Regions from separate parts of the Ovis aries genome. Here region 2 is linked to region 1. A link is a contact called in public Hi-C data. All regions are on one chromosome and are shown on one strand. Each heading gives the region's core, a stretch centred on a gene start, on an enhancer-like site or on the middle of the called end of the contact. The rest is flanking DNA. Distances are from core to core; before and after follow the strand shown.

Region 1 (3,927 bases), core at 645-3,144:
AAATAAGCTTGTTCTTTCAATCATTGAGATTTACAGTATAAAACTTTGGGGAGGGTAGTGGACAAATTCTACTTCCCTTCAGATGATGAATCAAATCAATCCTGAAAATTCACCTCCCTTTACCAGTGAATGGTTCTGCAAGGAAAGATTAGCTGATTGACGGCTGTAGAACCAGAGTGAGATAGCCTTTCTTTCCTCTCAGATATAAATGAAATGTGATTACTTCTGGCTACTATAGGCAACCAGAGGCCTTTTCACCAGGGAGGGCAACAAACCTTAGGGTGGAGCAGATTCTGTCCATCATGGAGCAGAAAGATTCTAGCTCCTAATGGCACTGTCAACTGTTGAATCAACCACCCCTCAAGCCTGCCCTGACCATCCTCCTATGTGAGGTAATTGATTTCCTTCCTGTTCAACTCAGCATAAACTTAGTTTCCAGAACATGTAATCAATAGCATGCTGACACAAGGAGGTTATAAAGGAATATGAGCCATAGATTTTTTTTTTTCCATGGGGGAACTAGAACACATATAAAGAATTTTAATACTGGAGAATTTTGGTGTAAGTAAAGGATGGTATGGCCATATTCTGATACTTATTAAGCAACTAGTATGAGCCAGACACTGGCCCATGTTTTAAATATATTATCTCATTTAATGGTTTTAACATTAGGTAGGCATTGTCATCCATATTTAAGACCTGAGGAAATTAAAGCCTGTGTACCATTACCAGTTATACAGTGAATGATTAAAGAATACAGCTCCAAACTTTACACCTTTTCCATAGAATGACTGCAGGTAGGAAGTTAGATAGAAATCAGCGTAGCAGATTAGCCAGCCAAACAGTGGAAACAGAATGGCTTTGAGTGCAGCCGGGCCAGACATCTGTTTCTACTGTCTCATAATTTTAGACAAATTACCTAACTTTTATGAGCCTCAGTTTTCTTATTGGAAATATGGGATAATTATACCTACCTCATATGTTTCTAACCAGGATGGGTAAGATAATATATTTATAATGAGACCATGCTACTCAAATGGTAGCTGTGTGATGATTTGGATATGGGAAGGGTTTGAAAAGGAGGCTGTGGAAATATCACACACATTACTGTATGGGAAGCCACCCTAAGTTTGGGTGGAGCTAATAATCATTTTTAAACTGTTTTTATTTTGCGATACTTTTGAATCACAAGAAGTTGCCACTAGTCTCCATTTTAAAAGCTTATAGTGTTAGAATCTTCTTGTATATCCTGCCCACTTCATTCTTTACCTTAAAAAGTTTAATTCAGTAGCCTTTGAGAAATACAAAATAAAAAGTTCAAAAAAAGACTGATTTTGAAGCAGTGGATATTTGAAGATCAACAGTCAAATCCAGGTGTCCAAAAACTCAGAACTCCCACACACTCATTCTGTCAGTACCCTCCTCTTACAGTAGGAGCAGAGGTCATCTTCCCATCGAACTGGTGAAAAACTGAAAGGAAGGGGCCAGAAAGAAAGGCTAAGAACTCAAGAGAACTCTCTGCAATCCCAGCCCAGGGCTGATGCACTGACCCCCTGCTGCAGAATAAAGGAATTTTCCACTCATACCTTTTTCATTTATGAAAGATGATCTTCCACAGACTATGTGAAAAGGACTTTGTACCTTTCACCCTGAACGGACTTCTTGCCCACTTTTTGAATTTGCTCACTCTTAAAAGTACCCTTTTAAGTCCTGGGAAACTATTCTGTTTTCTCAGTTGACTACTGCTGCCCACAGAATGTCTCTTCCTCCCTTCAGTGACTCAGCACTTTAGAGAGAAAAATTGTTCTGGAGAGAATGTTAAGACAGGCCACACTGCTGTTTACAGGAAAGAAAGAGATCAAGTGCTGCCTCCAGGGGAAGGTGAAACACCTTACTTAAAGACGGAGTGGAAAAAAACAACAGATGGTGGAAGTCCTGCAAGGACAAGGTGGTGGGGAAAGCAACTGCAGAAGCTCTGTCACATGCGAGCAGGTAAATTTATTGGTACCAGGAGCAAGAGGGCTCTGTTCAAGTGATCAGACTGTTGTTGTGGGGAAGGCAGAGCCTGCACGCCTTTGTTCTCATTTGGGGCTTTGTGTTCACTTTTCTGAAGTTGAAAGTTTGTAAGTTCAGGAGCTTGTGAAACAACTGGATGGAATGTAGAATTTGAGCTTGTAAAATTACAGAGAAACAAGTCACTCCTACCTGCCTTTCTGATTTGTCCACTTGAGATCAAAGCAGTTGGCCTGTTTCCTGAGAAAACAGTTCATGTTAGGGTGTTCCCAGGGTTACAGTGGATCTTGTCAGAGCAGTACATGAACCCGGGACTTGAACTCTGTCATTTTTCTTTAAAACAAATAGCGGTGGGGAAAATCTTCCATTTGTCTTGTCATCATCATGTCACCAACTCTTGAATCTCTGTAAATTGTTCTAGAAAAACAGATCAAGGAAGAACACTCTCATGCTCATTGTGTTGATTTGAAATCATAGCCATAAGTTCCCAACACAAATTTGCTTTTATTCATGTATCTATCCATTTATTTCTTCTCTCCCCTTCCTCATATGCTTTGAAGGAGCACATTAAAATGAAAAAAGAAAAAAAAAAAAAAAAGGAGAGAGAAAGTCAATGCCAGAAGAAAATCAGAGATCGGTTCAACAAACAAATCTGGACATTTGCTGGAGGACCACCATGTATCTGGCCCAGGGCTTTACAGCAGCTAAGACAGAGGGTTATCTGTGGTCTGTAATTTTTAAGTTGATGATACAAATTATAGTGTCCATAAGATTAAAACAAATCTATTGCTTAGAAAGATCATGATGACTTTTGACTTGGGAAAAATTCCCTTTTATAGTCTAATGATATGGTGAACAACTGTTTCAACAGTTCTTCTACATTTAATGTAATAGGGCTCTTACTTATAAGATTCTTCACTGCCAAGCTCATGGTTTTGGGGCTAAACTCAGCTCAGCAAACGTAATTTTGTGAGGAGCTCAGCAAGGTGGTTGTAGGATACAGATGTAAGGATCAATGATAAAATGTTAAGTCCCAGAGAAATAGACAATATGGGCATCTGGGAGTTTTATCTGAATATATAATATATATTCAGATATAATAATACACATGAATATAATATATAAACATATTTAAAGCAATCAAGCTCTCTGTTTGGGACAGCAGAGTTCAAGGTTATTCTCTGTGGAGAGATGCTCAAGTATAGATAATCTATGAGGACAATGAAGGACACATCTATCAGTGTCAGCTGAGCTGGTGGTAGAATTGACATTTTCTTATGAAAATTAAGGCGTCTAATCCAGACAGAGGTCTGGATAAGAGGCCACATACCTCTGGGTAGAGGTGGACATCACTGTCTCAGACAAAACAGAAACAGACTCCTTTTTCTTCAATGCTAGAAATTAGCAGAAGCGAATTTCAGACATTTTTATGCTTCACTATACCTTAATTTTTGGAATTTAAGGTAATATATGGCCACTTGCACAGGGTTGGGAAGATCCCCCAGAGAAGGGAGCGGCTACCCACTCCAGTTTCTGGTATGGAGAATTCCAAAGGGGGTTGCAAAGAGTCAGACATGACTGAGCTCACTTTCCTGATGATGGCCACTTCCAAAATTTAGAAGATACAGAGAAGCATAAAGAAAAAACTAAAATCACCTTTCATCCAGTTTCTAGAGATAATCAACATTGGCATTCTATTATCTATTTTTCTTAAGTACAAAATTGAGATTTTACTGTGCAGCACTTTTTCATTTAATATCACATTTTAACATTTTCACATACCATTACATATTCATAAAACTATTATTTTGTTTTATTATTACCTGATATTTCATTGCATGGGTAAACCATAATTTATTCAGTCATCCTACTACTTGGAGTGTTTAATTTTTTTCCCAGACATTGTGGTCAGAG
Region 2 (4,084 bases), core at 207-2,706, 110 kb before region 1:
GCCTCCCTTCTAGAGTCTCCTTTCCATCAATCTCTTTCATTGTTATCATAAAAGAGGTGGGTAATGAAAAGTCATGATTTCTGTACTACTAGTTCCAATTAAATTTAATTTTACAGAAGTCATTTAAGATTTTTCAAGTCCTTAGCACAGTCATCAGAAACAAACAAAAAAAAGCAAATCTGCCTATCTGTAGTTATCTTATATACAATTCATAAAATAGTTAACATATTGGGTTGGCCAAAAAGATTCTTCAGGTTATTCTGCAAGACTTCTTCACAGCTAATACAACACAAAACAAAATAAAGAGAAAATCCTGCAAAATATCACTGTCCATTGCTATCACCACAATAAGTGTTAAATATGGGTATCTGCTCATACTTTTCTCCAGTGGGTAGATCCAGATCACTGATTTTTCACTAGAAACTTATTGAACCTAAACATATCTGAGTGAAATATTTCTTGAACAAGGAATGAAGTCAATGACAGGCATATACCTGATATGAGTTAATGGAAAGTGGCAAGGAAAGTTAAGTTTTTTTTTAAAAAAACTTGCCAAATGAAGCAGGCTAAAAAAATTAGCAGAAAATTCAACAAGTCACAAAGTGCTTAACACAAACATGTCATATTTCATATATGGTATTTAAAACAATCTGGATAAATTAAGTCACAATTTATTACTCATAAAAGAAGCAGAAAGCCAGGTCATAGCAGGTGAGATGCCTTGGAGAGTGGTGAATATATAGGAAAATGTGCAACCATGACTGCATGTTGCCACCAATCAAAAGCAAGAAACATCAAAGTAAATTCTCATTCCTGGGTGCAAAATAAATCCTATCTGAAAATAGCCCATCTACAGTTAGAGATGATGAATTCTGAGAAATTCTGAAAAATATAAAGAGACTAGGTTTCAATGGAAATTTGTTTCTGTCTTCTAGTTTGAACATCTTTCTCAAGATCTTGAAGAGGTAAAAAAAGGAAAGCTGGGGCAACTAAGTAGTTAAAGAGATATTTTGCCTCCCCAAAGGAAAGACTTGTCCTATTTATTTTCATATTTATTTATTCATTCATTCATTCATTTAACAAATCTACAATAAGCATCTACTAGATCGAAACAAGGCAAGATGCTCTGGATGTCCTTGGCATTCACAATATATTTCATTGATGAACGGATAAATCAGTGAACAAATGAACAAACACATGTGAGAAACAGCAAAGTGAAACACACAGCCTAGGAGTCCTAACATCATCACAACTACCTGACCATCAGCGCCCCGTGGTGTGCTCCCAGGTCACATGAGCTGATCTTCCTTCAAAGCAGCTCCTTCCAGCGTCTACTGGGACAGTTTCCCAGGGATCCAGCAGCTCCATGATCACCAGATGCTGGAGAAAGGCGGGTCTATGATGATGGTAAGGGGGACCTCGATGGGTTCTACCAATGGGCAGCCGTTAGAGGGCAGCAGAGGATGTGTTAAGCAGCAGGAAAAGAGAATTTCGGGCCTTTTAATCAAGACTGGGCAAATTACACTTCATAAGAGACTGTAATTGATGATATGAATGGGTGCACTGGAACTCCTCTTTCACTGAGTATAAATCAACCAGTTTATTTGGAAAATTTAGTTATTCTTCGAAGAGCATTTTTAACAACCAGTGAAAACCCATTAGGATAGCCGAAGGCTAACTAAATCATCTCTAATGAGTCTACATCACGCAGACACATATGGCAATGAACAAAGCCAGAATGCACGCTCGCTCCCTTAGCTTTCTATTTCCGAAGAAATACTACAGTTGTCCTTGAATTCAGATTACAAATACTTCTGTATTGTTACAAAGCAAGAGCAACCTTACATGAAAACAAATAAGCACACGCAGAGGTACTAAGTATTAATAACCTAGCTGGGCACATCACCTACATATCCATGCGTAAAATTAGGCAGAAATAAACATTGCTCAACTTTACAAAAATGTATCAATAAAGCAGATCAACAGTTAAAAACGTGTCATTTTTGTCACTGTAGGTGCCAATGTATGATTATTAATCTGGGTTTACAATAACATTGACAATTCTGAAAGAAAACCAAACTTTTGGGATAGACTTCAAATGAAAATGATAAAATGCTTAACTTTCACAACAATACAGATCTATCCAAAACAGTAATTCTTCTAAATAAAATGGAAACCTGAAGTATCCTCGTTTGACACCATTTTTACAGATGGGTCAAGACCTAGTTTATTCCGTGAGGGAGGGAGAAAAGAAGAAAGAGATGAAGCAAACAGAGAAAGTTCCAAGTTTTCTATGAAAACATAACCTACTTTGAAAGACAGGAAAATTCTACAGTAAAGGTCCAATGCATGAAAAGTCCTACACTGTATTTACATGTCAAAAGATTTAAAGGTAATATTAATGATAGCCTGCCACTTGAAAACCCTTCTCAAAAACAATACAAGCAGTACCCTACATCATCCTTGCTGCCCCTTCTCCTCAGGAGCCAGACACGAGGGAACTCAGTTCTTTAAGGACCTCCTCACCTCTTGAGCTAGTCTACCAAGTCCTTAGCAACTGCAAACCTGCATTTTTTTGAAGGTTCAGCTTCAGAAGGTCCTTTATTGTATGACTTTTTCAAATTTCTGGCTTTTCCTATCTGTGTTAATTTATAAGTAAATCCTTCCTCGCCAAAACTGGAATACCGCAAAAGGAATACCACTTTAGAGAAGTGAATGAGGCTGATGGAATTCCAGTAAAGACATTTCTGGCATCCCCAGCTCTAGAGTACCCCATGGCTAGAGAGTCTTTACCTGATACGAGAGCTCTCTGAAGTGAACTCTCTTCATGCACAGCTTTTGCATCTGAGTATCACACTGAGCTCCAAGAAGCCTGGACCACTTCCTTCCCCAGGGCAACAGATGTGTCCACTGAGTTCACTTGCTGCGGAATAGGTCTGTCTCATTCATCAGGGGAAGCACGTGATAACAAACTCATGATTGTATTTCTAGCTCCCATCCTCTCTCTATCTCAAAATTTCTCTGGGTCATCATTAAATCTGTGCTCTACTGACCTTTACCCCAGAAAGAAGTATTCCTACTCTATACTCTGCAAAGACATACATACCTTTCATTGAGATAATCTCAGGCTTTTAAATCTAACTCAGACATATAATCGTCTAACAGACTGAACAAAAGTATCATTAGGTTCCTAAGTTTTGTTTATATGATGAAAATATTTGGTACATCAAACAGCACACTGGAAAAAAAGTTAAAAAGGTATAATAGTACAAAACAAAAGTTTAAAAAACAAGTTAACTAAAGATATGGAAAACTGTTCACAAAATGGAAATTATTATGGCATTACCCAAGTAGAAAGAAGCCAGTGGAACACGTGAAAGTTGTTTTCCATCAGACAAAAAGTCCATTAAAAACACACACATACAACAATGTATGTTACAATGTATTTTGGGGCCCAAAACCCAAAAACAATACTGATCATACTGCAAATCCCTTATCTTGTTCAGTAACTAAACAGTCACATCACAGTTGTACAGGCAGCCAAGGAATATAAGACATATGGAAAGCTATGTGCAACACGAGCACCTCTTTGCCCTCAGAAGGCCTGCTAGCAATACTAGGAATCTTTCCCAAGCAACGTCCTCCCCAACTGAACACCTTTCTGCCCTGGGACTCTGTCCCGGGGAGGTGGGGAGGTGTTCTCCCAGAAAGGTGGTTTGGTGCAGCGTTAAGCATCATGGCCTAGGGCAAGGGTGTGACTAGGACGCAGCCACTTACTAGCTAGGTGGTTTGGACAGTTCCTTAACTTTTCTTTTATGGGCACAGTCACTGAATCTAACTCATCAGACCCAGGATTAGGTGAACTAATACATGTGCAGGGTTCAGTACACTCTACAATGATAAGCACTCAACGGCATCTATTATTAGCAGCTCAGTTTTCCTTCCTCCACCAGCTACTATTTAGCTTTCCACCACTGATTCTTTACAGAGGCCACAGCCAAAGCATTCCCACTGAGTGAGGCCTTCTTGGTACAACACACTAAAATGGGAACAAACATACTACAAGTAGCTTAACACATCTTGG

Evidence for each region. Hi-C and Micro-C count contacts between places; a contact is called where the count stands out from the background.
Region 2: a contact with region 1 is called in a Hi-C map of hypothalamus, with 8 times the contacts expected there. The contact joins two enhancer-like sites. A contact is called at or near these places in 11 of 16 Hi-C or Micro-C datasets (blood, hypothalamus, liver and 6 more).

What each region holds. Positions count from the first base shown.
Region 1 is chr2:130,794,143-130,798,069 of ARS-UI_Ramb_v3.0, reverse strand. No RefSeq gene overlaps it. Among named protein-coding and RNA genes, the nearest start is that of SESTD1, 71 kb to the left of the region's middle. Within about 2 kb of position 1,894, at least 8 of the 54 cell types and tissues checked have an H3K27ac peak or open chromatin away from gene starts, as enhancers often do.
Region 2 is chr2:130,908,368-130,912,451 of ARS-UI_Ramb_v3.0, reverse strand. The region is part of intron 1 of SESTD1 (SEC14 and spectrin domain containing 1); the gene reads right to left. Among named protein-coding and RNA genes, the nearest start is that of SESTD1, 43 kb to the right of the region's middle. Within about 2 kb of position 1,456, at least 5 of the 54 cell types and tissues checked have an H3K27ac peak or open chromatin away from gene starts, as enhancers often do.